Linked DNA regions of Mus musculus: all the other regions are linked to region 1. The links are chromatin contacts, called in public Hi-C and promoter capture Hi-C maps. All regions are on one chromosome and are shown on one strand. Each heading gives the region's core, a stretch centred on a gene start, on an enhancer-like site or on the middle of the called end of the contact. The rest is flanking DNA. Distances are from core to core; before and after follow the strand shown. Region 1 holds the start of Cdkn2aip (CDKN2A interacting protein). Region 2 holds the start of Ufsp2 (UFM1-specific peptidase 2). Region 3 holds the start of Snx25 (sorting nexin 25). Region 4 holds the start of Primpol (primase and polymerase (DNA-directed)). Region 5 holds the start of Ankrd37 (ankyrin repeat domain 37).

Region 1 (4,508 bases), core at 752-3,251:
ATGACTATTCATACTGGACTTCAACAGGGAAGAAACAAATGACGCTGAACCACGTTTATGTGGAGCTTCTGACTCCAAAGCCTTTCCAGACCCTGCGGTTACCTGAGAGGAATTGCTGCTGCTCTGGCTGCACACAGATCTGTCTCCTTCACTTGTGGCGCTATCCTGATGGGAGCCACTGGAGCTGCTCCGAGCTGAGGTCCCACCACTCTCGGATTTGGTGGACGACCCCCTGGACGGCGAACTGTTTTCTTGCTGAGCTGCTGAACGATCCGTTTTGGCAGATTTTTTCCCATGATCTCGCTCAACTGAAGAATTGTTTTTTCCTTCTACGGCTCGTTTTTTGGATGGCTCCTCTACCCCTTCTAGAAAGAAGAAAAACACAGGTATTTTACTAAGAGTCCTAAAGACATGACAATCAACAAAACATTCATTTAAAAATCACAGAGAGTGGGGTGGCAGCAAAGTGCCTTTCATCCCAGCATTCAGGAAGCAGAGGCAGGCATGACCCCTGAGGTTGAGGTCAGCCTGGTCTATAGAGCAAGTTCCAGGATAGGCTGGGCTACACAGAGAAACCCTATCAAAACAAAACAAAACAAGACAAACAAAAGCACAAAAAAATTCTTTTTTCAGAACCAGTAGTTTCTTTTAAAATATGGAACAACTTCATTAGTATGTTAAAACAGTATCAATTAATATGATTAGTTTTTAATATTAAATTAACAGCATCAGACATTGGACTTGAAAATCTAAAAGTTAATCAAATTCAGCACCAAAACAGACAGACAGACTCAGACAGACACACATACACACACAGTGTAGCTTTAACATTTTAACTAGATTAATACAGCATACACATTCTGGATTGTTAAAAAAAATTAGTAATGACAGCGATTCCTAATTTTATAAAGCATATTTTCTAAACTCCTATGTATGTTCACATCTATGATCTGCTAACCATTGCTACTTGATATCCCTCTTTTCTTCACCTTGGCAACCAGTTCGTCTCGTGTGGTATGGATTGGAGCATCTGTCACTTTGATGCCTTCAGCCATACTAAGAATTTTATCCATAACTTTTTGAGGGTACCTGAAAAAGAAGCAAAAGTCGCTCTCAAGAAGTGGTTTGTTTTTGTTGTTGTTATGCTTTATTTTTTTTTTTCCGAAAGTACTGGCAGCGTGAGGAATGCAGGAGTGCGCAGACTGCATTTCCTGGTCGTGATCAAAGTGTACGAACCGCGCGACAATCGAAGATGGCCCAGACGAATGCCCTAAGGGCTCGGGAGGCGGGTCTGTGCCAGGGAACCTTTAAACTCGGGGTCTCCCGGGCAGATACTGTCAGCTAAGCACCAACAACTCCATCTGCCGGGCGCATACCACCCGGACGCCCGGCAACTGTGAGGTCGGGGACAGCCCCGGACGCCCTTCCTGCTCTCCCTCCGAGGACCCACAGTGTCACACCGATTCCCGCGCTTCCCAAGCGGCCCTCCCCAGCGTCGCCGGTCCCCGCGAAAGCGCTCCCCGGCCAGCGGCAGGGGGCGTGGAGCAAAGCCCGGAAGGCTGGCTGGAGAGCGACGCTCCCTCCACTCACCGGCACCCTAGGAAGACATGGTTCGCCCAGGCCATGGAGAAGGAGACCAGCTGCTGGAGCTGCCGAGTGCGGGCTCCGCTCTCCGCGTCCGCAGTCTCGTCGGTGGCGGGGACCAGGTCCCCGGCATTGCGAAGCAGAAACTCCCGGCGGTGGCGCCAGTGTTTGTCCGTCTCGCCCTCGCAGCGCAGCGTCTCCACCCAGGCGGCTACCCGCGGGTTTTGGCTCAGGTACTCGGACACCTCCTGCGCCATGTTGGGGACCCTGCGGGACGGGGAGAGCGCAAGCGCACGGAGCCCCGGGGGCGAAGCGGCCCTGTGTCAGCGCGGCCTGCACCGGCGGCCCTCCCGAGAACGCCCCTCCAGGAGCCCAAACCCCAAACAACAGAACAAGGCGCCGACGAACCGCCCACTTCCGCCGGCCACCGCCTCGCTCCCTTTTATAACCTCGCCGCCGCCGCTGCCGCCGCGCGCACACGCGACCTTCCGGCGCGAGCGCGTCCTCCCAGGATGCTTTGCAGCGCCCAGTCGCCAGCGACTCGCTCGGCGGTCGCGCCGGCGGAGGCGGGGCCGAGGCGACTTCAGCGGCCAGCGGCCCTCCCCGCCCTCGGCGCCTAGGGGCGGCCGCTGGGGCGTTCCGCCGGCGCTTTGTGACGCCGCGCTCCGGGGGGCCGGGAGAGGGGGGCGGTGGGACAAAGCGGGCGGAGCGCGGAGACCTGGAGGCGTCCGAGTTGCCGCCCCGCCCCTCCTGCGCGTTCCGCCCTCGGACGCTCGCGGTCGCACGCGGCCAAAATAAACAAAAGCTGGCTTCCGCGCCTGCGCCCTGCCGCGAAAGCCGCTGAACCCTTGGGCCCGAGGCTCGGAAGGTCTCCGGGCGTTTGGGGACCTGCGGATGCCTTGTGGGATGGGGACAATAAAAGTACCGAGCACGGTTGTAACTTAACGACGAGCACAAGCGGCTCCTCCAGTTGGATCTAACCGGCTCTTTGAAACCAGGCCTTTGCGCTTGCGCCCCACGATCTGGCTGGGTTTCCGCGGTTTCTTAAGTTCCTGGTTCAACCCGCTTCCTCTCCCTTAACGCTTTTGGTCCCCGAACTATAAATGACCCCGTGCCAACTGGTTTTAACTGTTAATCCCGGTTGGACCAAAATGGAAATGTATCTGCTTATCTCGTCCTGGCCTCAGTCCTCAAGAGCAACTGCTTCTGCATTTGTTTTGTTTTGTTTTATGAGTTCGATTTTTTGCTTGCATGTGTGTCTGTGCTACATGTGTGGGCCTGGTGCCCTTGGAGGCAAGAGAGCAATGGCTCTCCTGGAGTTGAGTTGACCCAGGATTTTGAGCGCCCTGTGGGTGCTGGGAATTGAACCCAGCGCCCTGTGGGTGCTGGAGGTCTTCTCTAAGATCTCGTACTACTGAGCCATCTCTCCAACCCATGGATTTTTTTTTCTGGCGTGTTTATTAACATTTCCAAGTCTAGGTATGTGTCAATAAATCAAAGGATCAATGTAATAATATGAGATAGTGATAAATTATGTAATTGAATTTTCCCTCAATAGATTTTTGCGTTTTGTTGTGAAAATGCTTAAATCAGAATAATCACGCAAAAATTCAGTCATTTGGTTACTAAACTTGATAGCCATGGGCCTGTGCCCCAACACTGTTCAGCTCCAATAAGGCAATTAGAAGGGACACGTTAGTAGTGGAAAGCAGGAAAAGGCTTTCAAAGAGGCCACACTGGCAAGGAGAGACAAAGCACCCCTTTAATTCCAGCACTCTGGAGCAGAGGCAGGGGGATCTCTGTGAGTTGAGGCCAGTCTGGTCTACAGAGCTAGTTTCAGGACTCCACAAAAGAACCCCTTTCTCAACTCTCCCCCTTCTCCTAGCAGAGAGAGAGAGGCAGACAGACAGAGAGACAGAGACACAGAGACTGAGACTCACAGGCATCCATCCCATCTCAAACGAGTCTTTTGGAGCTCTGAAATGAGATTCACGTTTAAATAAAAGGCCAAGGACATGGACATTTAAGATAGGAGCCGTCAAACAGTGGCTTACCCATCAACCAGCTGCTTGCCCACTGGTATCCCGGCCTGAGGCTGCTGGGACAAGGTGGCTTAACAGTGGTTAGAACGTGAAATCTTTCTCAGGAAGACAAAGTCCCCGTTGGCTGGAACCTTTTACTTCTAAGACTTTTGGGGAAATTCTCATTTCTCCGGGGTCCATTGTCTCACTGGTCTACTGAGAGAGTGAGAAGCAAGAGTCTCTTCTAAAATAACCAAGTCAGCCCAGCTTTGTTTGAGGCCAGACTGGGTAACAAAATGAACAAGAACAGCCTGGCTACAGCTAACCTTTCAATGGCAAAGTTTTTTCTCTTTGAAGACATAGTCTTGCTGTCTCTATGATGGCCTGAAACCGGTGGTTCTTCTCAGAGTACAGTTCCGGGCCTCCTCACTTGGATTCACAGTTATATCAAAAGCCAAAAGAGTCTGAAAACAAGTATTTATTTGCAAAAGTTGAGTTCTTGATAGGAAATATATATGTATTTTGGTTTCAGTTTTTTTTTTTAAAGGTTTTTTTGAGAAAGGGTTTCTCTGTGTAGCCCTGGCTGTCCTGGAACTCACTCTGTAGACCAGGCTGGCCTCGAACTCAGAAATCCACCTGCTTCTGCCTCCCAAGTGCTGGGATTAAAGGCGTGTGCCACCACCACCCGGCGGTTTTAGATTCTTAAAAAGTTCAGTTTAAGACCAGTGGGATGTTCAGTCCTCCACGCTCCATCTTTGACCTCCACATGTGCCACATTGCACCTGTGCACCCTCCCACAAATACACATTCACATACATAATGGGTTCTTCATTCAATATAGTCTGATTACAGTCCCCCCCGATGTAATTTTTGTAAATATGAAGATTCAGGGTATAGGCCATA
Region 2 (5,001 bases), core at 2,074-4,573, 1.7 Mb before region 1:
TTACGGCTTTTCTTGATAAAGAAATCTTTCAGATGTTCAGTTAGCAGTGTGTTTTTCAGATGAGTGGTAATGGATACCCTTCATGGAGTCAAATGATTTTTTTACACTAGGGTCCCTAGAGAGATGGCTCAGAGGTTAACCACACTTATTCTGTCAGAGAACCTGAATTCAGCTCCCAGGACTTCCGCATCCAGGAAATCTGATTTCCCCTTTAGACCTTCAAGGACCCTAAGTACACATTTGGCACACATACATACATGTGGCCAAATACACATTAAATAAACAAATAAAAAAATTACACAGCTGAACGTCCACTACTCTAGAAGAAAGTTACCAATGGAAGGAAATAAAATTACCCATGAAGAGTAAACAAAGCTGGGGTCAGAGAGATGGCTCAAGTGGTTAGGAGCTCTTGTTTCCTCACACCCACATGGAAGCTAACCGTCATCTGTAACTCCAGTTCCAGGAGAACCAACACCCTCTTCCGGCCTCCCCAGGCACAATGCATATATATGGTACAAAGACACACATGCAGGCAATATACTCATACACATAAAAGAAAAATAATCAAATCTTAAAAGTTTTTTTAATAAATGAAAGTAAAGAAGCCCTGTAAAATGAGCTTCCCACTCTTAAACTAAGTTCTTCCTAAGTCTGCTGCACTAACACAAGTTGTCACAATATACGGTAGAACTCAATGCTCTAAAATATGTACCATTAAAGAATAAATACTGCCAGGCATGATTGGCATATACCTTTGATCTCAGCACTCTCTCTCTCTCTCTCTCTCTCTCTCTCTCTCTCTCTCTGTGTGTGTGTGTGTGTGTGTGTGTGTGTGTGTGTGTGCGTGTGCGTGTGCGTGTGTGTGTGTGTGTGTGTGATGGCTTGAATATGGTTGGCCTAGGGAGTGTACTAGTAGGAGGTGTGGCCTTGTTAGAGTAGTTGTGGCCTCGGAGTAGGTGTGGCCTTGTTGGAGAAAGTGTGTCATCCTGGGTGTGGGCTTTAAGACCCTCACCCTAGCTGCCTAGAAGTCAGTCTTCTCATGTTTGTCTTTGTAACAAGAAGTAGAACTCTCAGCTCCCCCTGCACCATGCCTGTCTGGATATTGACATGCTCCTATCTTGATGATAATGGGCCAGTAAGCCAGCCTCAATTAAATGTTGTCCTTATAAAAGTTGCCTTGGTCATGGTGTCTGTTCACAGCAGTAAAACCCTAACTAAGACAATATGTATGTAATCAAAATCTTTGTATTGGAAATATATGCTATTCAAGTATTTTAAAATACCAAAGATACTCACGATTAAATGGTGACACATATTTGTCGCCCACAGTGATGTATTCCATCTCACTGAAGAGGCCAATCCTCTCCATATCTGTTTTCCCACCTTCTATCGGCATGATTGCTCCTTGGGGTGGTAACTTCACAAAGGTTCTTAGATCTTCTTTTGCAGCAAAATCCTACTTTACACTGAAAACTACAGGAAATTAATTTTAAAGAAAAGAATGATTATTAAATATCAAACTATTTATTTGCCATTATTTTAAGTCTCTGGATTGGTTGGTTGGTTGACTTCTTTTACGTACCCGCACAAGCCCCATCAGATAGGCTTGTGCATAGCTTTTGTGAGACCAAACTAGGAACAATATACTTTGCAGGTTAAAGTTTTTGTTTCCAGTTAAGACAGTTAAGACTAAGCTCCTGTTCATCCTGTACAGGCTACGGTTTCTATTTGTAGTTAAAGAATACGTTCCTGTTTGTCCTGCGTTAAGTGCTTCCAAGTTGAGATTTCTCCTTGTAATTAAGGACTGATCCCTGTTTCTTAGATAGGATGTAAACTGCAAAATGTCTTTCAACCAACACTAAACTTGCTACCCGATTCACATGATGTAGGAACATGACCTTGTTCCTTCCCTTTCACATTGTTCTTTGGTTTTGTTTTTACAATGTATAACAGCCAACTCTCTCAGTCCGGTGAACGATCTCTCTCTCTCTCTCTCTCTCTCTCTCTCTCTCTCTCTCTCTCTCTCTCTCTCTCTCTCGTGTAAAAAGGACCTAATGAGGCTGCCGCAAGGGGTGCTCTCAGAGTGAGACAGCCAGCAGGCTAGTACGGGCACACCCCAACACACAGCTTGCTTTAATTGGACAGTCATGGAGTTGGTCTCTTCTCCTGGAGATTCTCCGCTTTAACACCTTCCCAAGCTTCATTAACAGTCATCTTATATCCGTGGTTTGGCACCCTTTATTTTCCCCAGTGAACTGACAGCTAGGAACCATGAACTGAGTTTCAATCTCCTTCACCACATTCTTGAGGCAACGCTGCCCAGACTGGAATGGAACTCCTGGAATCAGGGAACCTCTGCCCTAACCTCCGGAGCGGCTTGAACGACAAAACCCCTTTAGTTTTTTACCATTGTCGCCCCAGCGCTTGCGGCCAATGCCTTCAACTTTGTCCCTACAATAAACTCTTTAAGTAAAACTTACAAAGTATTCATTCACACATTTACGCAATGTTTTTTGCAACCCTCTCCTTCTGGTCAGGTAGAAGTAGGAAAACAGACTTTAAAAGGCATAAATTTTGGTTTATAATCACGTAGACACGAAAATCGTGGGATTCTACCCAAGTAGAATATGGCAAGTTCCCTTCAAAAAGTTTGGCTAAGAAGGTTCCTCTGTTACAGCCCTGTCCACTGCATCCTTGCAATTTACTCAATAAATTCTTTTCTACGCCAGGAAAAAAAAAAAAAAAGTTTGGCTAAAAGGGAGAAACTGCAGAAAATAAATGGACTGATTGTCTAAGTTATTCCCTCTAAGGAAAGGTAGCTTGAAGTAGGCAGGTAGCTAAGGAAAACCCATGTCTGCGAGGCCGAGTCACCTCTCCAAAAGACACCTAATCCCACAACCAGAATCAGATGGACCCTGCTCCGGTCGGGGATCACTCCACAGCAGAGCCCGAAGAGCTCGAGGCCACGCGCTTGGCCGGGGCTCCAGCCTAGAGCGCAGCAGCAGAGGCGCGCGCCGCACAGTTCCGCAAGCTGCCGCTGGCGCATGTTAGGCCGCGTTGCCGTGGGAACGGGAGAACCCTTTCCCAACGTGCTACTGTAGGCCCTCGGAACGTTCGAACCCGCACGGCGCGTCCACGAAAACGGAAGAAAGGCCATAGAATACGTAAGTCTCAGCCAATAAAATCTCTCGAAACTAAGCCTTCTGTTTCCCCGCCATCGGCGAATAGTTTCCCTGTGGTACGCTCCGTGATGGTTGACGCGAAGCATTCTGGGAGTTGTAGTCACCTGTCGGAGCCCCGCAGTCGGCGGGCGTGACGTCACTTCCGGGACGACCCTTGCTTGCACGAAGTAGGTGTTCTTGCCATCGCCAGTGGTGCTTGGTAAGTGATTCTGGTTGTCAGTGACCTCCCCGTATTTACCCCTAGGACTTCGTCAACCGTTAGGAGAATGGCTCCAGGCCCCTAAAAGGAGCTGCTCCTGAGAGGCCAAAAGTCGCGGTACAAACTATCCTCACTTGGATCTCTTGGGTGATCTGGTCACCAGCAGCACCGGGTCATGCGACTCTCCGGGTCAGTCAGTGCATCTTGACAGTAAGGCACTATTTGTCGTATTTAGAAGCTAGCTAAAAGAACTTTTGGTTTTGAAAAGATAGACCTAACTTCCTTAAAATAGTCTTCTCCCTTCGCTTACGTGGCACAGAACTCTCCAGCTTCCCCCTTCTCCTAGCTCAGCTAAGTCCTGCCATCTGTACCGCAGATGATAATCTTCAGCTTACACCCTGAGCTTTCTCTCCGAACCCAATTCATAAGTCTAGTCAACTGCTTCCACTTAAATAAATCATTCAAACTCAGCAGTTACAGAGCCGGCTCATCATTTCCTGTTCTCCCCGCACTCTTCCTTCAGAATTCCCATTCGATAACCCAGCTCACCCCTCCTTGTGCCCACCAAACCCTTGACAAACTTGCCTCATCTCAAGAACAAAGTCAATAATCAAGTCTGGGTTCTACTTCTGGCTGGCTGTATTAAAACCTTCTTTACCGTCCTTGAGCTTTGTCCTTGCTGTCCGTCCATGGGTCATAGTCTAAGTGATCTTTTGCTTTGGTTTTAGGACAGAGCCTCACAAAACCCAGGCTGTCCTTGAACTGGCTACACAGTCAGGAATGACTTTGAAATCCAGACCTTCCTGCCTCTACCTCCCAAGTGTTGGGCTTACAATCGTATACATCAGCCTTCCTACATGTTGTTTCAATTAAGCGAACCTTCACCAATTGGCCACTGTGCTTAGAATGGGCTTACACACATAAGAATACCTCTTTACCTTGGAAAATTTAAGGCTTCTTTTATGGGCTACTTACCTGCCCTTCGAATTTCAGCTTAAATATTACATCTTCATAGAGTATCTTGCTTTAAAAGCCTAAAGAGACCCTGGCGCTTTCACATATGATTGCTTAAAGAATTGTCATAACAACCCTGGTTGAAGTACCATATCTTTTCCCCATTTTTTACAGAAAAGAATAGGCGTGACTGATTATGTTAAGCAGAAATCTTATTGTATAAGTACCCGAGTTAAACCTTACTCTTGCTTGTCTTTTCTTTTTTCTTTCTTTTCTTTCTTTCTTTTTTCTTTTTCTTTCTTTCTTTCTTTCTTTCTTTTTTTTTTTCAAGACAGGGTTTTTTGCTTGTCTTTTCAATCTTCAGTTTATGTAAGTATTTTTCTTACTCAAATGGTAATGTTGTTCTAAATTTATCAAACTTCTCACTGGTAGTTCTCACAGTATTTTCCAGTTTTGAGGGGTTTAGTTTTTTATGATAAACAACAGAATGAATGGACAGCATTATTAAACTTTTTGTTGTTCGCTTAGAATGAAGTTAATGGAGTGAAATTGGGACATGGTGTAGTCTTTGAACAGGTTACATAAAAGCTGTCACTCTTGCAGAGATGTGACAAGAAATTTACAAAATAAAAAACTGCACCGGCACCTACTTCATAATGTTCT
Region 3 (5,035 bases), core at 282-2,781, 1.6 Mb before region 1:
AAGCTCTTCCAGAAAGTAATAAACGGTTCATGCCATAAGCAAATAGAAACTCTGGGGACAGCAGTCACTCTAACAAACGTTTTTATGAAGTTGAGCCACTGCCATTGCTCTGGCTCCCAAGATCTCGGGCAATTTTAGTTTTATGAAGATATCAATCAGCCAAGTCCGGTAAAATGAAGGTCCTTTTAAAGGGTTATTATAAACAGACTGGAGGTAAAGTTTGATTTAAGGCAAACAGGGTTGGTAGGAAGGAGGGCAAAGCACGTTGAAAATCCAGTTCTTTCCTACGTTCCGCAACATAACCACAACCCTGATGTCCTACACCTGCCTGAGGACAGCTTTTCCTCTTAACAAACGACAGTGGTTCCTGGTGAGCATGCCACCCCCTCAACCCCCTCAAATAGACATCCACCTGAGCTGCATGACAACTTAACCAACATGGTGGAAGACAGGACCTTACAGGTATGAAGTACACGGGGCCCATTGAGTGAGCTCCCTCGGACTGGGTGACCTAACCAAGTTTTCTCTTCTGTAAGCCGTCATAAAGTTATCTCCCAACCACTACAGATCGAAGAACCAAACAGGAGCATCAGTGATGAATGCGAAGCCTGCCTCCCGTGGGTGCTGTAAGCGGATTTTTCTCGGCACTCACCAACTGCACTTCAACATCGGAGACCCGCCTGGATGGATCTCTCTGTGCAGAGGATGGTGGATGAGTTAACTACAGCGCCTAAAACGGCGCGCGTGACCAAGCCCGCGCAGCCCAGTCTTCCGCGGGCTTCGGCTGCCGGAGGGCCACCCGGCCGGAGCCCCCCGGGGTCTGCGCGCGCACGAGGCCGCGGGCACGCGAGGCAGTCGAGACCGGTACTCACCCGCAGCGGACAGCGGACGGTCGCCGCCAGCCGGCTCCAGGAAGAGACGAAGTCCGGCGGCTGGGCGCGCGGGCTCCAGCAGACGAGCGAGACCAGTGTCCCCAGCAGCAAGGCGGCCGCGGCGCAGCTCAGGTACAGGCTGAGGCGCAGCAGCACGGCGCCCGGCCCCGTGCCCGCCGCCGGTCCCCAGCCTGGGACCAGGCAGCACAGCGCCAGCACTGCCAGGGCGGCCACGGCCGCGGGCCCCCGCCAGCCCCAGCCCGGGCCGTCCGCCGTCCGCGGCCGGTCCGCGGAGCCCCGGGCAGCGCGGCAGGCGTCTGCGGCGGACGTGGGGCCGCGGCGGGCGCCGCTGCTGTCGGTGGCATCGCGGTGCATGCTGCTTCCTGGGCCGCTGGCGACAGGCTCATCTCCCGGCCCGCAGCCCCCCGGCGCCGCCCCGGGCCGTGGCCTGTGCGCGGCGCCCCGCCGCCTCGCCGCTCCCGCCGCCGCTCGCGAGGCAAGGGCAGCCCGCGCTCATGCCCTCGCCGGCGGCCCTGAGCGGGAACCGCTCCAACAGACACCGCCGCGCCCCCCCTCCCGCCTCGGTGCCGCCGCCCCGCGCCGGGCCCGCAGCTGCCCGCCGACCGGGCGCGCCCAGGTAGCGGGACCGCGAGGGGGACTGAAACCCCAAGGGCTCGAGACGCGCGGGGGCGGGGGCGGGACCTGCGGCTGAGTGACAGTGGGGCGGGGTCGCCCCGCCCACCCGGGGCGGGGGCGGCCGGAAAGGGGCGCGACCAATCGCAGTGGACCCCGCTACTTCCCGAGCCCCGCCCCCGCCCCCCGGGGACCGCGTCTGTTCGTGGAAAATTTTGCTGCAGGTGTCAGAAGCCTGCGTTGAGCTCCGCTCAGGTACCCCCTTATTTTCGTCTCTCCGCTCCTCGCCTTGCCTACAGCCCCATACCAGACGCCAGCCTTGTTCTCTAGCTCTCTGATTAACCTCGTACTGTCCCTGATCCTCTCTTTTACTACTTTCTTCCAACGGACCCCACTCCACTGCCCAAGGGTAGGGGACTAAGACAAACCTGGAGGAGTCAAGCGAAGCCTGTGGTTCCCACTTACTTATGGAAAGACTCCCCAGTGCCAGAGAGTGTACATAGCTGCCACAATCGATTTGGCTCCGATTTTGTGTTTTTGTTGCCAACAACTACTCGGTACAAAAGCTGTTACCCACGCAAAAGAAACTGGTTCAAAGAATTTTGAGAGAACATATTTTCCTTTCCTCTCTTGACTGCAGCCGGTAGTCTACAGACGATGTTTGCTGAGATGAAAGATGTCCAAATGCTGCTCAATACTGTAACAGAGCTGCCAAAGCCCATAAAGGGTGTTGACTGTCTTAGAGGGATGATGGAAATGAAGGATTTCTGAAGACACTGGGAGAGGAGATAGAGTAGAGAAGACAAAAAAAAAAAAAAAAATGAAATAAGAAAATAAGAGAAGCTTGACAGATAAGGAGCTAGCACCCCCATGACACTGAGATGAAGAAGTCCAGGTTCTTTAACTTGTACTATTTTGTTTTGTGACAGGGTCTCTCTGTGTAAACCTGGCTATCCTGAAACTCACTATGTGGACCAGGCTAGTCTGGACCCCCCCAGAGATCTACTTGCCTCTGCTTTCAGAGTGCTGGAATCAAAGGTGTGCAGCCTAGGTTTGCAGTGTTCGCTAATATGGTGATGGGTAGTGCCCTCCGAGTAGCAGACAAGTAACATAGGTGTTACAATGCAGTGTTATATATTGTGGCTACACTGGGTTTTTGGTTTTGTTTTGTTTTTTTCTGTAAAGGGGTTGTTCCATCTGTAATAAGTATTGTGCCATTTCATCAAAAAAAAGGAAAAAAGTCACAATACTCATGAATAAAGTGCTTGCTTACTTGCTTGCTTAAAACAAAGTATTACACAAAAAAGTTATTATTCAAGAAAAGGTACAGGTATACATTAACAATCCACCCATGTATTCATTCCAGGTCTTCATAATAAATTTCCCCAATGGCATATGGATTTCAAGTGGGAGACGAAGTCATAGATTTAAAAAGCATACCTAAAATTTAATTCTAATAGAATGTAGTATTTAAGTGAATTATTTTTATAACTATTTAAAGACAAGTATGTTTCTCATGTTTCTAAAAGGATTTCTAAAAAGATTTTTAAATTTTATTTTATGCGAGCGCTTTGCTTGCCTGTGTTTGTTTGTGTGCCGTGTGCATGTGGTGCTCTCAGCAAGAAACGAACATGGGGTCCCCAGAACTGTAGGTAGGAACAGCTATGCGTGACCATGTGGATGCTGGGAACTGAACCTGACTCCGCTGTAAGACCACTGAGTGCTCTTCACCACGGAGCTATCTCTCCCACCCCAAGCTTGTCGCTTTTTAATATTAGTTGGTGTTCACAGAACATCACATTCTTTTATATGGGCTAAGAAAACGTAGGAAGATAATGAGTTTCTCATACCAAATGTGATTACAGAGAAAAGCTCTAGACATTTCATCTCCACCCCAACAGATACTGTCGAGCCTGATGACAGATGGAGAAATAGAGGCACTAGAGGAACTTGACTCAATCGCAAAGCTAGTAGACCTTGGAACTAGGATTTGGTGTCTCTCCACATAAGACTCCCTTCAGTTTCAACACTTAACTTCTGTACCACAGCATTTCTGAAGAACTCAATGGCTTTATCATTTCACATTCCAAAGGAGCAAAAACAGGGTTTCATAAGCCCATGAGTCTAAGACCAGTGTGCCGTGCTCTAGAATGTCCAGTGTTGTTGCTCTGTGAGAACAGAAGCACACTTGTTGCCCTGGCATGAACGGAGTGAGTGTAATTAGCAAGGGGAAACTGGCCTAAGGTTTACTGCAGGCCAACTCTGTAACTGAAGTAAGTATGGTTCCCAAGAGTAATGCAGGGCTGGAGATGTGCACACCCACAGTCTGACAACTGCCTCAGAGCACACACTCTCTTACTGCTAGGCCAGCTCTGGTGTGTATGGCAGGAGGATCACTGATGTGAGGCAACACCAAGGGATAGAAGGGCGTGACTGACCTCAGAAAGCATTGAAGAAAATGAGGCACAAAATCAGTGCCTCATTGTAACTGGAGTCCCTTAAATCTGAGTTGGAATATCCCTTTCCTGTAGTCACTGTAGGGTCCTAACAGTTCCTTTGAGAAGGTTTATTATATATATTTTATGTGTATGTGTGTGGACCTGAGTGGAGGTGTGTACACTTGGTATGTGGCCACGAGGCCAGAGTTCAGAGGAGGCCATCGAGTCTCCGGGAACTTAAGCCACCCAGTGTAGGTGCTGGGCACCAAATCTGGGTCATCTGTAAAAGCAACAAATGCTCTGGACTGCTGAGCCACCTCTCTAACCCCCATGTCCCATCAGCTTTAAGGGCTGAAAGAGAAAATTAAAAAATAATGTCTTGGGCGCTTAAGAGATGGCTCAGCGGTTAAGAGCACTGACTGCTCTTCCAGAGATTCTGAGTTCGCATAGTGGCTCACAACCATCTGTAATGGGATCTGATGCCCTCTTCTGGTGTGTCTGAAGACAGCTACAGTGTACTGTCATAATAAATTTTTTAAAAATCTATTAAAAATGAAAGTAATCTCACGTATATATTTTTGTTAGTGCATTCTGACAGGCCCTAAGGCAATCTTTACCATCTTGTAGAAATGTAAGTGGGAATGAGTGGCTTCTGACTGAACTCCCAATGAAGATAAGGAAGAAATGGCCGTTTTTAAATGCCAGACAAAGCAGGTGGACATCACTCGTCTTTGTCTAAGAATGTATTGGCAATGTTTACACGATGGTGAACCTCTCAATGCAATTTCAGAACATATGTAAATTATAGTGAGTGGTGTTCCATATTTGTAAGTAAAAATGTTCATATTGAAAGCTTATGCAAAGTCAGAGAGATTTTGGAACAGTCAGCCTAAATGGGATGTCTCTATCAAACCCCTCCTCTCAGAACCCAGGGAACTCCCTCAGAAGAGGAGCCAGAAAGAATGTAAGAGCAGACAGGATGGAGGACTGCAAGAAAGCAAGGCCCTCTAAATCAACATGAGCAGAGCTCATATGAACTCACAGAGACTGAGGCGGCATGCACAGGGCCTGCATGAGTCTGCACCAGGTCCT
Region 4 (4,342 bases), core at 460-2,959, 1.1 Mb before region 1:
ATGGTTGTGAGCCACCATGTGGTTGCTGGGAATTGAACTCAGGACCTCTGGAAGAACAGTCAGTGTTCTTAACTGCTGAGCCATCTCTCCAGCCCCAGAAGTCATTTTTTAAATATCCCTAAAACTAGTAGGAGGGATAAGAAACCCTATAACAGTATACTGTTTCAGGTGTTGGTTCTTTTCCTCCTCCCTGGTCTCCCACCCCAAAGAGCAAAACTCTACCAGATAAATGACCTTCACACCATTTTTACAAATGATTAACTTATCATGTAATTGCTATAGTAATTTAGCTTATGAAGGCTAAGTCTTCTTGCAGATGTAGGCCCTAAAACGTTTACCTATTATACTTCTAGTTCAGTTTTCTCGCCAAATGGAAGAGAGTGACCACGCCCCGCTTTTAGATCACTTCAGAAAGCCATCTTACTCCAGCTCCTGGAAAGCAGTCACATTGCTTTTCATGAATTCTTTCTCTCTTGAGGCCCAGAACGGCTTCAGGTCCCTCTGGGTCCCCATTTACAGGGCGGCTTCAGGTCCCTCTGAGTCCCCACAGTGAGGAGAAATTACAGGGCTTAGATGAAAACTATCACCTCCAGATGTTTTGCTCTAACGAACTTCTCTAGATGAAGTCAACATTAACGGCAGGAAACTGCTGAGGATACCTTATCTAAGGTATCACTTTGTTAAGAACGTTTAGCACAGGGAGGGGTCCGGGCACAAGGGGTTTCTCAATTAGACCCTTCCTTGTGAACTACAGCCTCCACGATGCACTGCGAGGGTTGAATGCATCCTACTGCTAAAGTCCAACAGAAAATGGCTGATTCTAACTTACTTTGGGAGGGATAATGATAGATCAATTTGTTTCTGGAATCTACATTTAACCACTATGGCTCTTCATGAGAGCAAACCACTTATCTTTTTCTTTCTTTTTTTTTCCCCCCCAAGACAGGGTTTCTCTGTGTAGCCCTGGCTGTCCTGGAACTCACTCTGTAGACCAGGCTGGCCTCGAACTCAGAAATCTACCTGCCTCTGCCTCCCAAGTGCTGGGATTAAAGGCGTGCACCACCACTGCCCGTCCACTTATCCTTTTAAAGCCTTTGATGGAACTGGAAAAAATAAAAAATGTATTATGGAAATGCAAGAGCTTGAATTCCACACGCAACGAACGGTAGACATCTGTGTGGCTACGTGTACGTCAGTCCCTTACATCCAACGAAGCAAAGGCGGTGAAGGCAAGAGGCTGCTCTCTGGAGTACATTTGTCCTTAAGAATATTCTGGGCCCCTGAAATTCGATGCTGATCGCTGTGCTCGTGTTTTCGTATATTATGCAAAAACAAAACAAAACAAAACCCACTTCCCAGAGTCAGAGTCTGAATGAAATAGGACGTAAACCAGTCAGAGATTTCAGTAAGGTAGTCAGGACCTCTCACTGAGGGAGCAAGAGGTGGACGGAAGTGAAGAAAGGCCTCGGTGCAATTGAGAGGAAGTAGAATTACCGAGTGCGGGGCACAGCTCTATTTTCTCCTGCCAGAGTTCTGACTGGCAGAGGCGCCTCCCTAGACGCCCATCTTGGCGCCCCCGGAATCAGGCGTGGCCGAAAGACCTCTCTAAAATTTACCTCAAGTGGCGCAAGTCGGCCGGAGGCGGCAGCTGGCGGAGCCAGAGATGGCGGGAACCAGAGCTTGAAACCCGCGCGAGGGGGCGGAGCCGGAGGGGGCGGGGCCCTAGGCTTGCCCTGGGTGGGCGGGGCCTGCGCTACGAGACGGGGCTCAGTCGGGGCTGAAACCACCAATCGCGACTGGCGTGTGCGAGATGAGGTGTTGGGGGGTGTGTGAGGGGGGATGGGGCGGGGAGGTAGAGAAGGGGCGTGGCGTGGGGCGTGACCGGCGGTAGTCTGCTGTTGCTGCTGCTGCTGCTGCAGTTGCAGTGTTGGTGCTGGTGGGATCAAAGCGCAGTGTCCTGCGGCGGGGAGCTTGGAACGGTACGGTGAGTGTCTGCTGCTCTCGCGCCTTCGAAGGCCTGTGTTGTCCCCCGGAGCTGGCGCTCTTTTGGCGGGTCTGCAGCTCCTTGGAGGAGGCGGGGGAAACGGGCAATCTGGGCGGAGGATCCTTTGTGTTGCCTCCAGGCTTGCTCAGGCAAACACTGAAGGCAGAGAAGCTGGAAACAGCGCCGGGAGCGCGATCCCGAGCTGAGAACCCAGACCCGGGAGGCCAAACCGGTGTCCCTAAACCTGGGTGAGCCGGTGCGGTGTCCCTAAACCTGGGTGAGCCGGAGCGGGTTCAGACCCCTCGAGCATGGCACACGGGCCGCGCTGAGGCTTAAAGGCGGAGTCAGGGGGGTATCTGGAGATCGCCCGGGGTACAGAGCTTCAGGGGCGGGAGGGGGTGAGGCCATAGTGTGGGGGTGAACCTGGAAGCCGAGTGGCGGGAGGTGGCGGGATCCTGGATCTGCAGGCCGAGGTGTGGACTCGGTAGCAGAGGATGGATAGGGGAAGTTCTGCCCTGGGGCCTGGAAGCTAGGCTGATGCTGACCTTGTGGCGGCTCTAAGTGACCCAGCCTCCCTCTGTTACAAGAGCATTTGATCTCCACCTTTAGTTTTCTCCAGTGCACTGTGATTTTTGGTTCTTGCGGAGAGCTGATTTTAAGCATTACTCCTTGAATACTCCAGCTCATTCCTTTGTTGGTCAAAGTCACTGTAGGAGCTTGCATTGACATCTCTTGAGCCATGCTCGGTTACTGTCCCTTCTTCGCGCTTATTAATTAGTCTGTGAAGTTCGACTTGAACAGCAGGGTCTTTACCTCATTCTCCGTTGAGTCACCCAGGAAACGTCCTTCTCAGGCACCTCTTGTGGACCCAACTTCTTCCGCCGTTAGTCCCCGAGCCTTGTAGACCTACGAGTCTGACAGATTTGTACCTGGCCCCTCTTCGGAGTCTTGTGGACTTTCTACGTGTCTGCCAGACTTGTGCCCACCTCAGGGAACTGAAGCAGCCTCCTTGCAGGTCTCTGTCTCCCGCCCAAGACCCCTCTCCAGTGCTCTCTTTAAGACACGAACAAAAACAGTTTTCTAGATGTTCATGTTTACCCTGAAGGCTTAAGTGTAAAACCGTATCCTCTAAACCGGGTTAGCGAAGCCAAACCCTGGGTCTTGGCTGTCTCCCCCCGCCCCCCCCCCTTTTTAGCAGAATGAAGAAGCTCTCCAGGCAATATTGGATACTGTGTCCTTTTCGGGTTTTCTTTCCAGCCCTCTGAGTCCACTGGCTCACCTTTTCTCCCCCTGAGACATTAGCTTATGAACAGGAGCTGCTACGGAGGTTTCCCTTAGTTAGCAATTCCTAGCTGAATCTTCCCATTCCTCCCTTTGCGGCAGGCATTTCCTGAAAGCAGCCGTGTCATATCCTCTACTTTTGCTTGTTTATTGTTTGCCTACCGAACTGTGAGCAAACAACAGTAGGCTCGAACTTTAGCTTGGCTCCCTTCCTTACTGGCTTTTTTTTTTCCACAAGTGACTACTCAACCCATTGGGGTGGGTGGGAAATGTGGGGCCATCGTTACAGTAAGAGTATACACAATAGCAGAGGAGATGCTAAGCTGGGGGTTTGGCCAGCCTTTGGGAAGTTACTTTGGATATGTTAATGGTGGCCACAGGCAGGAGCCCTAAGTATGGAGTGTAGAACCCTGTGACAACCTGGTGTTGAAGCTTTAAAGAATGGCTTTGTTTTGCTGTCCAGTAGACTAAGGCTTTTGGAAAGTGAGAAGGTGTTTTTTTAGTGAGTGGAAGTTTATTGAAATGTAGCCATCGAACTGCTACAAAGTAACAAGTGAAATCCTGCACCTAATTAAATCAGGTTGCTTTTGTGGTCCTGCAGAAAGGTTCTGCCTCCTGCTGTTTTAAGTAGGAATTCTGTATCTTTATCTGATAGAAGCGGGTCCAGGGCCACTCTATGGTTTCAAACCTAGCAACACATTCACTTCATGCGCTTTCTAAAGTTACAACACAGTCTTTTCTTCAAACACATTGCATTAGTTCTGATCTTCGTGTTAGATAATATTAAAGTTCTACCCCAGTGATAGAGGTAGAATACGATGTGGAAATTCTTACATTCTTGAGTACTGTTTTATATATAGTCATTTAACAGATTAAAAAAAGTTTGGAGAGGAAAGGGTATTCCATCATCATCATCTGACTGTCTGAGGCCAGGAGCCCGGGGCCTACCAGCTTCTTCATAAATAAAGCATAATCTATATTGCTCAGAGGGTTGTGTAAAGATCAGATGAAATAGTATGTGTGACATTCTACATAATAGTCCTTGTTCTGGTCTCTTTGTTTTGGCCTTCAATATTA
Region 5 (4,751 bases), core at 907-3,406, 1.7 Mb before region 1:
CTCCTGTTGCTCACCTGATGATCTTGCCGTCTGCATACATTTAATCATTGTTAGAAACCTGGCACATTCTGGAAAGCCATATGACCAAGCAAGATCTTCAGCTGTCTGCCCATTCTTATTGCATACGCTGAAATTAGACAAAAATTGAGTTAAGTGAAAATTATTGTTTATTATTTTTCTAGTAGAGGAAATTGGAATACATATCAACACAGGGAACAGGATAAAAGAGGTCTCACACTCTCGAGAACATACATACACATCACACCGGAATTGGGCCAAAGAAAGATCAAGGAAATTAAATTCTGTTCACTGTATGCTCAGTGACTAGCACACCGCATATCATGGACAGTCTATCGTATTTTTATTCCATTATCATATTTCACTATTGAAAGAATCTAACTACAAGAATATTTGGTGTTCAAATTCACTGTATTTAACTATATGGTTCAGTAGATAGCCAGTGAGAACTTCTATAGGAAAAGTCTTCCTGAGCCAAAACTGTAGTAGAATGCCATGAAGACTTGCACCTCTGGATGCCGAACATCTGTTTCCACTTACTCTATTTGATAATATTCAATTCCTGGAAGGATAACATTATATTACCAGTTAGGCGAGTATTATTTTTAAGATCATATATAATTAGGAGTATGGTTAATTTAATCCAAGAAACCACAAAGCCTCAGACCACTGATTTCAGACTCACCCAATCTGGACATCACTGGCCACAAGGAGGCTCAGGCAGTCCAGGCTTCCAACCTTTGCTGCCTTGTGGAGTGGAGTTTCTCCCAAGACATCCTGTAAGACAAGACTGCACATTAGGGTCTCCCTAACATTCTGTAGAAGCCAGTGGGCAAAGTAATACCAGCTATTTGAGGGAGCCAGTGAAAACTACCTTGTAACAACTGGATTATTCCACTAATTGTATTTTTCATGAAGTTCTCTTGCTGTGCTAATACAAAGTTTCCATTAATAAAAACATGCCATCATATTTGCACACATTAAAAAATTAAGGGAATGCCAGCACACTATAGAGTTCTATAGAAGCCAAAGGTTTACAATTAAAAACTTCGTCACACTCTAATGAAGATGAAGACTACTGGAAGAATTGATGGTGGGCATGTTTCCCACATACTATTTCCTGGTTGACTGGAACTTGGACAATAGCAAGTACTTTTAAAAGTACAGTAAATACATGCTATATATATATATTTGAAATGTGGTTCGACTTCACTGAGCTATGCCATAAAAGTAAAATACACACTGAATTGGGAACCGTGGTACAAGAGCAAAATAAAATACACATAAATCATTGCTGATATAATTACATACTGAAAGAGTATTTGGGATTAGATTATTAAAAGAAATCCCATGGCTTGTTTTTGTTTTATTAATGTGGATACTAAAAAGTTCCAAGTTACCATCTTGCAGTATGTATTTTTCTCCTGGAAATTCCTATATGCCTGTTTATACCAACTGAAACGGACATCTAGGAAATGTCCGTGCAGACACTGGGTGGAGGAGAGGGTTGTACATAGCAACAATCGGTTACCTAGTTACCTGTTGGTTGAGGTCAGCACCTGTTTGCAGCTGCCAGAGAAGAAAGCACGCAAGGCCGCCACCTGCAGCTAGGTGAGCAGGCGACTGCTCCTGGGGATCCGGAGGTGCGTTCACTGATGCTCCTGTCTCCAGCAAACTCTTAAGGTCATCCTCCTGCAGGAAAAGAACAGCTTGTCACTGTCCTGTCCCGCTCGAGCCCTCTGAGCTGAAAATCCACCCCTCCACGGAAAAAAAAAGAAAACAAGATCTGACAAGGTTTGACTTGGTAACCCAGCAGTTTGTCACTGTCACGTTTGTTAGAGCTCCTAAGACACACAGACCTCTGGGAGATCTAGCCTGCAGGACTTAAAGGGGCGAGAGTCTCACCTCCAAGTTGCAACTAAGCAACAGCATCGCCCACCTAAAGCAGATGACAAGTGTCCCCGGGAGTTCAGAGAGGCAACACTGGCCGGTAAGAATGCAAGGGACTGCCCCAGTTCGGGAGAATTTAAAGCTCTCGGGAACCTGCAGGGCCGCGGCTCCTCCCCGCCGCTCCCCAGCCTGGGAGCGTTCCCACGGCCTGGTTCTGCCCAGCGCGATGTCCCCAGCCCCGCTGCGGCCTCACGTACCCAAACACTGACATGTGCAGCCTGGAACCCCAAGCAAAAGAGGAGGGGGCGGAGCCTGCTGCGCGGCCTGCCAGCTGATTGGCCAGGCCGACCTCCCCCTGGGTCCGCCCTGTTGGGAGCGAAGCCCAGGCGGCCGCAGCACGCGTGCGCAGTGAAGGTGGTGGGCGAAGAGGGTGGAAGGCCTGGCCTTTGCGCTTTGGCGGCGGCCATGATGCGAGCCGAGCTAGGCACGTACTGCTGGGTGGAGTCAAGCCCTTTTAGCCCTCTGGAGAAGCCGCAATCGCCGGTGCATGGCTTTGTGACTGAGAGCACGCACGTAGCCCGGAAAAGAGGGAAGCAGAAGTAGCCCACACCCATCCACCCCCGCAGGCCCCGCGTCCTCCACCTCCAGCTTGGTCCGAAGGTGCTTCCTCCTGCCCCACGTCCTCCGCCGCCGCGCGCGCCGCAGGATGCTTTGGAAGGGGATGCAGCGGTGGGGCGTTAGAGGGCATGTCGATGAGACTGTGACGGAGGGTTTACCATAGGAGATGCTCTCCCAAACCCAGTGAATTACCTATCAGTCAGTGTTGCCTTTGTGAGCAAGGTGGCAATTCCTGTGAAATAAGCCACCCATTGTCACACGTCCCCTGAGGGTCCGAAACCCGTCCTGGTTCCGGCAATAGCTAGTAAATACAAGGAGTTTGCCAAGGGGATGGCCCTCACTCCGGTTATTAGGAATAATAAGAATACGGAAAGGAAAGAACAAAAGATTACCGTGAAGAAAGCAGCCAAGTGATTTAATGTTAGTGATGTGATCTGCTGACAGCATGAACCCCTGCGCTAGGACATGAGAAGGGCTTCATCAAAACCCAGAACCCAAATTAGAGCATCAGATAAGCCTGAGGAACAAAAGGACTCTTCCCAGGATACTACTACTCAAAGCCTTGAAGTCAGTAAAGTCTGAGAAGCAGACCAAAAGAAACAATAATTTAGGGTGAGATTTTAAAACAAACATGGCATTACTGGTAAAATTCATGACAATGTAATAACTGCAAAGTTTGAATTCCTTTTCATGAACCCTGTTGACTTCTGACTGTAGTTAAAGTTAATGGTAGCAGGTGAAACATAGAGGTAAGAAACTATTAACAGCTGGTTAGACATCAAATAACATGTAGAGTTTACTTGACACAGAAGACCGTGTCGCTTAAAATAGTCTATGTTGTGCTTCTTCCTGTAAATCTTAGCTCCTAAGGAAGTTTTATTTAAATATTTGGCTTCCCGTTTTAATGAGGATTCTTTTTCAATAGTTGTAACAGAAGATATCTGAACCAGTATGGTTTTAAAGAACAGCAAGTTTATCATAGTCACAGTTTTCCCAACAAGTCACAAAATTCTCACCCATTAATTTTCACTAACCAATATAATTCTTTAATAAGGCACACTGCTCATTGTGGTGGTCCACAATCTTAGGCTGTTCCCTAGAACAGGGCTTCTTAAAACTTTTTTCACTCATGGCTCCTCAGTGCCTGAAAAAAAAAAAATTGTATTTAACTCTAGTTATATAGGTGTGTACAACAGGTGCAAATCAAACCTGATAATCTGATTTTAATACAGTTCTCTCAGATGTGTATAATTTGACCATTTCTAAGATTGTAATGTAATTTGCATACTAACCTGAGTTCAGTCTTCAGCTCCCACATGAATAACAAAACAAGGACAGCTACCTGCACCTGTCATTCCAAAGCTGGAGGGGGTGAACATAGGAGAATCCCCGAGACTTGCAGTCTGATCCTGACACACACACACACACACACACACACACACACACACACACACACAGCTATTTGAAAACCTAGCCATCTAGAAAAATAACAATGGTGACTTCTACCTTAAGACCTATCTATGACTTCCCCATCCATGGGCTCTCGACCAGGATTACAGTACCAAATATGATATTCTCTCCTGAGGAGCCAGCTTAAAGTCCAATCAGAAAGCAGTTACCCCATGACAGTTGTGCCCCTGTTGCAGTAGTGGGCACTTGTTGCTTGGCCAGGTTTGTATTGTCATATGTGGAGTCCAGCACTAGGTAAAAGCTCTCATGTCTTTCCCCACTCAACAGACTGCACTGCACCTTCTGGCTCTGTGAAAACTAGATAGCAGGAGGCAATTTCCCAGTCGCTTTGAGATTGGTGTCTCTCTGCCCTAAAGCCATGGGGTATGGTGTCTTCAGCAAGAGGGTTTTACCATGTACTTTGGCAATGGCAATAGCTTACGTTGTTTCGGAGACTTCTTTAATTGCGGTTTTCCTGTAATAACCCAAGTCGTCTTGGAGTTTACAGAGTGCTCACTCACCCATAACAAGACTTCTTCATCTACTCCTTACCACCACCTCCGCTGAGGCTCTGGGGATGGTGGCAAAGAAGTGTTAGAAAATAGGATCAGCAGGAGGATGGCAAGGAGTTCTGTGCGATGCTGACTTCTGAGCAGAGTCTGGGTATCACCGCATGGGCTCACATCTGCTGGACTTAGCTGCACTAGATCAAACCAAGCAATATTCCAATATAAACTTGGGGAGGGGGAGTTCTCTTCAGGCCCCACCCCTTGTTG

What was found. Hi-C and Micro-C count contacts between places; a contact is called where the count stands out from the background. Capture Hi-C pulls out chosen DNA fragments and counts their contacts.
Region 2: a promoter capture Hi-C map of liver shows a contact between it and region 1, with 6 times the contacts expected there. The contact joins the promoter of Ufsp2 here to the promoter of Cdkn2aip in region 1. A contact is called at or near these places in 2 of 484 Hi-C or Micro-C datasets (B cells and CD4 T cells), 1 of 115 datasets of contacts at active chromatin or transcription factors (astrocytes) and 2 of 9 other capture datasets (adipose tissue and liver).
Region 3: a contact with region 1 is called in a Hi-C map of CD4 T cells, with 5 times the contacts expected there. The contact joins the promoter of Snx25 here to the promoter of Cdkn2aip in region 1. A contact is called at or near these places in 1 of 39 promoter capture datasets (erythroid cells), 2 of 484 Hi-C or Micro-C datasets (CD4 T cells and regulatory T cells), 3 of 115 datasets of contacts at active chromatin or transcription factors (astrocytes, double positive thymocytes and extraembryonic endoderm stem cells) and 1 of 9 other capture datasets (liver).
Region 4: a contact with region 1 is called in a Hi-C map of B cells, with 7 read pairs. The contact joins the promoter of Primpol here to the promoter of Cdkn2aip in region 1. A contact is called at or near these places in 1 of 39 promoter capture datasets (embryonic stem cells), 2 of 484 Hi-C or Micro-C datasets (B cells and CD4 T cells) and 4 of 115 datasets of contacts at active chromatin or transcription factors (the SCID.adh cell line, astrocytes, cardiomyocytes and 1 more).
Region 5: a promoter capture Hi-C map of adipose tissue shows a contact between it and region 1. The contact joins the promoter of Ankrd37 here to the promoter of Cdkn2aip in region 1. A contact is called at or near these places in 1 of 39 promoter capture datasets (neural stem cells), 2 of 484 Hi-C or Micro-C datasets (B cells and CD4 T cells), 2 of 115 datasets of contacts at active chromatin or transcription factors (astrocytes and large pre-B cells) and 2 of 9 other capture datasets (adipose tissue and liver).

Annotation. Positions count from the first base shown.
Region 1 is chr8:47,711,930-47,716,437 of GRCm38.p6, forward strand. Cdkn2aip (CDKN2A interacting protein) reads right to left here and starts at 2,002. Exons shown (of 3, transcript NM_172407.3): 1 at 1,591-2,002; 2 at 959-1,089; 3 at 1-365. The coding sequence starts at 1,841.
Region 2 is chr8:45,972,205-45,977,205 of GRCm38.p6, forward strand. It overlaps Ufsp2 (UFM1-specific peptidase 2), which reads left to right and starts at 3,324. Exons shown (of 12, transcript NM_138668.2): 1 at 3,324-3,384. It overlaps 1700029J07Rik (RIKEN cDNA 1700029J07 gene), which reads right to left and starts at 3,048. Exons shown (of 7, transcript NM_001033148.3): 1 at 1,300-3,048. The coding sequence starts at 1,399.
Region 3 is chr8:46,150,910-46,155,944 of GRCm38.p6, forward strand. Snx25 (sorting nexin 25) reads right to left here and starts at 1,532. Exons shown (of 19, transcript NM_001372342.1): 1 at 873-1,532. The coding sequence starts at 1,247.
Region 4 is chr8:46,615,518-46,619,859 of GRCm38.p6, forward strand. It overlaps Primpol (primase and polymerase (DNA-directed)), which reads right to left and starts at 1,710. Exons shown (of 15, transcript NM_001001184.2): 1 at 1,617-1,710. Casp3 (caspase 3) reads left to right here and starts at 1,774. Exons shown (of 7, transcript NM_001284409.1): 1 at 1,774-1,984.
Region 5 is chr8:45,997,694-46,002,444 of GRCm38.p6, forward strand. It overlaps Ankrd37 (ankyrin repeat domain 37), which reads right to left and starts at 2,157. Exons shown (of 5, transcript NM_001039562.1): 1 at 1,924-2,157; 2 at 1,558-1,710; 3 at 704-795; 4 at 1-127. The coding sequence starts at 1,950.